Regions from separate parts of the Oryctolagus cuniculus genome. Here region 1 is linked to region 2. Evidence: chromatin contacts called from public Micro-C data. All regions are on one chromosome and are shown on one strand. The core of a region is the stretch at or near the end of the contact, and the rest is flanking DNA. Distances in the headings are between cores, read along the strand shown. Region 1 holds the start of LOC103349711 (N-acetyllactosaminide beta-1,6-N-acetylglucosaminyl-transferase). Region 2 holds the start of PAK1IP1 (PAK1 interacting protein 1).

Region 1 (3,000 bases), core at 209-2,708, 150 kb after region 2:
GGATTCTGTCCCGGTTGCCCCTCTTCCAGGCCAGCTCTCTGCTGTGGCCAGGGAGTGCAGTGGAGGATGGCCCAAGTGCTTGGGCCCTGCACCCCATGGGAGACCAGGAGAAGCACCTGGCTCCTGGCTTCAGATCAGCGCAGTGCGGCGGCTGCAGTGCGCCAGCCATGGTGGCCCTTGGAGGGTGAACCAACAGCAAAAGGAAGACCTTTCTCTCTGTCTCTCTCACTATCCACTCTGCCTGTCAAAACACACACACACACACACACACACAAACACCATGGTAATTCTGCTCCAGGTGCGTGTATTTGGTCCTTCTGATAACAGGAGGAGGGGGCAGCCCCCCGGGGGTGATGTTCTTCTCTTTGAACCCTTTCAGGTACTGAATGATTTCCCTGTTCGTTTTCAAGGGGAAGTCCTGCCCACAGGTGTTGATGGTGTACTTCCAGGGGACATGGGAGGCCACGAGGTCCTGCAGCCAGTTCAGGTCGGCCTGCAGCCTGGAGATGCCTGCGTAGACCACAGACTCCCTCTTTGAAGCCATAAAGGCATTTGCAAAGCAGTCCAGTAGCTTTCCCACGAGATGTTTGAGAGCGGCTGGCACCTTCTTATCCACATGAACACAGTAGATGGTCAGGAGCGTGTAAATGGCCCCGAAGAGCCTTTCGAATGTGTCAAAGCCCTTGTGCATGACCATGACGTAGGCCAAAGGGAACTCGGCTTCCTCTCTGGACAGAGGTTGCATTATGTAGTGGTTGCGCATCAAGTACTGTTGGCAAGTTATATGTCTCAGTGGTGTCATCTGCATATTCGCACGCCAGAGAATTTTCTTTCCTGTCATGATCCTGTCACAGGCTTCTGCAAGGACTGAAGCATTTGAGATTTCCTCCAGGCTCAGGTATTCTCAAGAGACTAAACTGTTGGTATACAGCCGGAGAAGAGTCACAGACACGGCCATAAGCCCTGTGACGAACACAAGCAGCTTCCGCTTCATTTTCGTGCCATCTCTTCTTCATGTGTCACTTGCTGGACTTCATACCATTACTGAAGTCGGCCTGCAGGTCCTTGCCCAGGCCCTCAAGCAATCTGCTCTAACTTCTCATGTCTGGTAAGATGAGGAGAATGGCTGTGCATTGAAAGGAAGCTATTCTCTGATACAAAAGGAATGCAGTGGATCTGAGAAGATGAGACGCTGAGACGAGCTGACAGACTCAACACCTCCGTCTAGTTCAATGTCAAGTTAAGACCCCGCCACACTAGCCAGGGCTGCCAGCTCCGGGCGGTGTTCCTCCATAGGGCAGGGGTGGGGTGCGTGTCTGTCTTGCAGCGCTTTCTCCCCTGAGAGTGCCACACTCAGGATCACTGATGTCGCAATGTTTCTGCAATGCTGGGCAGCCACTGCGGTCCTCAGGTCAGTGCGGACATTGTCAGCGCTCAGAATTGCTTAGCAACCTCATCTCTTGACCTACAAATAAAGATCAACAATTTATTCCCCTACCACATTCAACTCACAAATGGAGAAGACTGAAAAGGAATTGTAACTAATTTCTATCATGCATTAATTTCCATCATCTTGTTGACGAGCTAGAAGGTTAGCACGGACATCATAAGGGTTCTTCAAAGAGTTTGTGGAAAATGGAATAAAAAGACAAGTTTTTTTAAAAATTTTATTTTTATTTATTTGAAAGGCTGAGTTGACAGAGCATGAGGGAGAGAGACAAGGAGAGAAAAAGATCTTCCATCTGTTGGTTCACTCCCCAGATGGCTACAACAGCCAGGGCTGAGCCAGGCTAAAGCTAGGGGCCAGGAGCTTCGTCCGGCTCTCCCACGTGGGTGTCAGAGACCCGAGTACTTGAGTCATCATCTGTTGCTTTCCCAGGATGCTTGGCAGGAAGCTGAGTGGAAGCAAAGGGACTTGGACTTGAGCTGGCATTCTGAAATGAATGTAGGTGCCCCAAGCAGCAGTCTAACCTGTTGTGTCACAACATCTACCCTGTGAAACCTAACTCTTTTGACTCCATAAAACTTCTACTGGAATAAACTCTCCTGCTAAGTTTTCTTGGTAAGTTATTACTCACTTTCAGGCTCCCATGGGACACTGCCTGCCTGGTGACTCTCGCCTGCTCTCCCAAATCTGAGTTGGGAGTCCCTGCACCTGCCCTGATACAGCCTAGTACTCCCTATAATTGCTGGTTTGTTTGCTCTACCATTGGCTATGGAGGATTATTTGTGTCTGCTAATCACCGTATTTTTAGCACCTGGTTTATAGTAGGCACTCATCATTGAATTAACTCACCGCTCTTCTCCTCTATACCAGCAGCCAGTAAAACTACAGCTGGGGACCCCGTCTAGCCACCTGCCTAGATACAACCTGTGAGCTAAGAATGGTTTTACATTTTGTGGCTGATGCTGTGGTACAGAAGGCAAGCCAGCACTTTAAAAAAAAATTATTTATTATTTGAAAGTCAGAGTTAGAGAGAGAGAGAGAGAGAGAGATCCTCCCTCTACTAGTTCACTCTCCAGATGGCTACAATGGCTAAGGAACCAGGAACATCATTCAGATCTCCCATGTGAGTAGCAGGGCCCCAGACACTTGGACCATTTTCCACTGCTTTCCCAGGCACATTAGCAGGGAGCTGGATCGAAAGTGGAGCAGCCAGGACATGAACCAGTGTTGCAGGTGGTGATTTTACCTACCATGCCATAATGCTGACCCCAAGACATCCCTTATGACAACAGCATGCTATATTAGAGTGCTGGTTTGACTCCTAGCTGCTCCATTTCCCATCCAGCTCCCTGTTAGTGTACCCAGGCAGGCAGCAAATGATGGCTGAAACACTTGGGTCTCTGCCACCCTAGTGGGAGACTTGGATGGAGCTCCTGGCTTCAGCCTGGCCCAGCCCTGGCCATTGTGGCCATCTAGAGAGTGAACTAGCAGAGGGATGATCTGTCTCTCTCTTCCTGTCTCTGCTTCTCTCTCTGATACTTTGCCTTTCAAAT
Region 2 (3,005 bases), core at 152-2,651:
ACGTAACCCACGCACGAGGACCCTGCGTCTCCTTGCAGTCACGTAACCCACGCACGAGGACCCTGCGTCTCCTTGCAGTCACGTAACCCACGCACGAGGACCCTGCGTCTCCTTGCAGTCACGTAACCCACGCATGAGGGAGGACCCTACGTCTCCTTGCAGTCACGTAACCCACGCACGAGGACCCTGCGTCTCCTTGCAGTCACGTAAACCACGCACGATGGAGGACCCTACGTCTCCTTGCAGTCACGTAACCCACGCACGAGGACCCCTATCTGCAAGCGGAAGTCGACCTGCTTCAAAGGTCTGCTAGGTCTGCTGCCTGCTTGGAACCTACTACGTTTACTATCAAAACACAAAAAACCTCAATAATCTCATCTTTGAATATTCAAAACAGGCCACCTTTCAGACCAACAACCAGAGCAGATACAAAATAAACAAAAGCAAAAAAATAAACCAAACGCAGCCAAGTCACGCACTTGCAAGTTTCTGGTCAAGACTGACACCTTGACTCCTTCATAGAGAAGAACCAATAAAACGGCTTAGAGATATCCACAGCTGCTTAGGTCAAACAAAGAGTAGGGGACTAAAATCAGGAGTTCACGTTTCCATCCTACCTATCTGACTCAGCAACTTTTTGGACTTTTTTACGTACCGATCTAATGAAATACTTATCTTTGACTATAATTTATGCCTATGCATTTAGTTCCCCCATCCTCCACCCTTTATGTCCAGGGCGTCTCGAGCCGAATCTAAACTCCGGCATCTTCCCATCTCCAACACCTGGACCCCAGTAAATAACGCATAAACTGGTATCACTCTCTTTATTAGTTAACATATTTATCCTGATCCACCTCTAACATTCTGCAAAACTCTAAAAGACAGGAACTCGGTGAAAGAGAAGGTGTTTCCTCATTAAATACCTGCGCCAGTTGTCAACGTATGGAAGCGACCTTTAAGTTCACCACTGTGTACGGCTCCTTTGCCCTTTTGCAAAACGCTACCGTGTTCGTACCCTGCGGACATCCCGTCTACTATAAAAGGCAGGCATTATCTCACTATATAAAAATGCCTGCCCCGTGTTTTAAAAGATCCCTTTTTACTGAAACTCCCTGACCTCATTCATCAGCTAATCCCAGGAGTCCCAGCGTTTACCTCTGCCGGGAGGGGACTAAACCTGACCCTCCGAGCACGCACGCCCTGTAGCTGTCCACCGGCTCGCGGGATCTCACCTCGTGGTCGCCGCTCGCCTTGCGCTCCGGCTGTACAGTGAATCCAAACAGCACCTGCTCGTAACAGCCAGCGACCAGCTCCATTCAAAGCGCACGTGCCTCTTCCGCGAGCTCCGCTCCGCGAAGGCGAGATGACGGAACCGGATGCAAACGGAGAGGGGTCCTTCCTGCTTCCGGCGCTCAAATTATACGTCACTACCTCAGGGCTGCCTTCTAGGCGCCTGTATTCGTGGAAATAATTTCGGCGTTCCGAGATCGTGTGGACCCCCTGCCAAACGAGAATTAGTAAGGACGCCGCATAAGGTGGTTCTCATCGCAAGAAAAAAATGGGGGGGGGGAACAGGCATATTCTAGGAAGCTGGTCTGAGGAGAGGGGGCGGGACATCCTCTGTGGAAGGACCCCGGTTTCCGTGACGTCCAGGAAAGGGGCGGAGCTGGGTTCCTGCTTGGGTGGAGGGGACACGGAGGGGACGGGTCGATGAGTCAGTGCGGAGAGTATCGTGATGTGCGGAGATGAGCTGAGCTGCTTTCTTAGCGGTCCGAGGGGCGGTCAGCGGAGCCGGGGCTGCAGCGCCAGGCCTGCCCTGGTTCCCTCCGCTTGGTTCGCGGCTCGGGTCAGAGTGTCCTCGTGAGGGGCCTCGTGAGGGCGACCGCTCCCCCGACGGGGTCAGGCGGGCCGATCGGAGGCTTCTAGAAGGAAGCCTCGCGTTTATGCCGAGGTCACGCCCATCCCCTCCCGCCGCCGTGTCGGGCAGCAAAATCCAGCGTCCGCGGGAGCCCAGGCAGCCGTCTGCGTTAGACGCAGGGCACAGGGTCCGGGATGTGGTGGGAATTCGAGCACTTTCCAAAAGCCCAGGGTCCGCCCCTCACCGAGCGGCCAGATGCAGGACGGCTGGGGCCGACTCCAACCCCGCTTTGAGCTGTGGACACCGTCTCAGTGTTGGCCCTTTATTCCCACGCCCTTTCGTCCTCTGGCGCTCCGAGTTGTGTGTGTGGATATAGACAGGTTAAGTTATTAGTTATTAATAGGTGGGAGTCTGCTGGTCCCCTCTGCAAGTCCGCCTTAGCCAGGGGTGGGCCCGACCGAATCCGGGGCCAGGCCCCCTTCCAGGTCTCCCCAAGTGCGCGAGCCAGCATCTGCCATCGTCCGGGGCCATTAGCAAGAAGCTGGCTCACTGGGCTAATCCTCCGCCTTGTGGCGCTGGCACACCGGGTTCTAGTCCCGGTCGGGGCGCCGGATTCTGTCCTGGTTGCCCCTCTTCCAGGCCAGCTCTCTGCTGTGGCCCGGGAGTGCAGTGGAGGATGGCCCAAGTGCTTGGGCCCTGCACCCCATGGGAGACCAGGAGAAGCACCTGGCTCCTGGCTTCGGATCAGCGCAGAGCGCCGGCCGCGGCGGCTATTGGAGAGTGAACCAACGGCAAAGGAAGACCTTTCTGTCTCTCTCTCACTATCCACTCTGCCTGTGAAAAAATAAATAAAAAAATAAGGAAACTGGAGTCGGGAGCAAAGGCAAGCGGTGCAGAAGCGGGTAGAGGTCGCGTGCCCCCACGCCCTGCCGTAGGTTTTTCAGCTGAGAGTTGGCTTCTCACGATGCTCACTGCAGCCCCAGGGAGGCCTTGTCTTCCCCTTGCCTTCGTTTTCTTCTCCATTCTGTAAAGAGTTCCAAGTTATCTTAGCACTGACTAGCTGTTTCCTGCGGAGTCCACCGAGGGGGAGCAGGGCTGACACGCAAGTCCCCTGGGAATGAGTAAGCAGGATGTGTCTTTGGAATCT

What was found. A called contact is a pair of places that touch in the nucleus more often than the background predicts.
Region 1: a Micro-C map of ear pinna shows a contact between it and region 2, with 4 times the contacts expected there. The contact joins the promoter of LOC103349711 here to the promoter of PAK1IP1 in region 2. A contact is called at or near these places in 3 of 6 Hi-C or Micro-C datasets (ear pinna, embryonic fibroblasts and an unstated tissue).

Annotation. Positions count from the first base shown.
Region 1 is chr5:160,069,954-160,072,953 of mOryCun1.1, forward strand. LOC103349711 (N-acetyllactosaminide beta-1,6-N-acetylglucosaminyl-transferase) reads right to left here and starts at 1,459. Exons shown (of 1, transcript XM_051855129.2): 1 at 1-1,459. The coding sequence starts at 841. The coding sequence ends at 245.
Region 2 is chr5:159,921,409-159,924,413 of mOryCun1.1, forward strand. It overlaps PAK1IP1 (PAK1 interacting protein 1), which reads right to left and starts at 1,402. Exons shown (of 10, transcript XM_070074432.1): 1 at 1,233-1,402. The coding sequence starts at 1,316.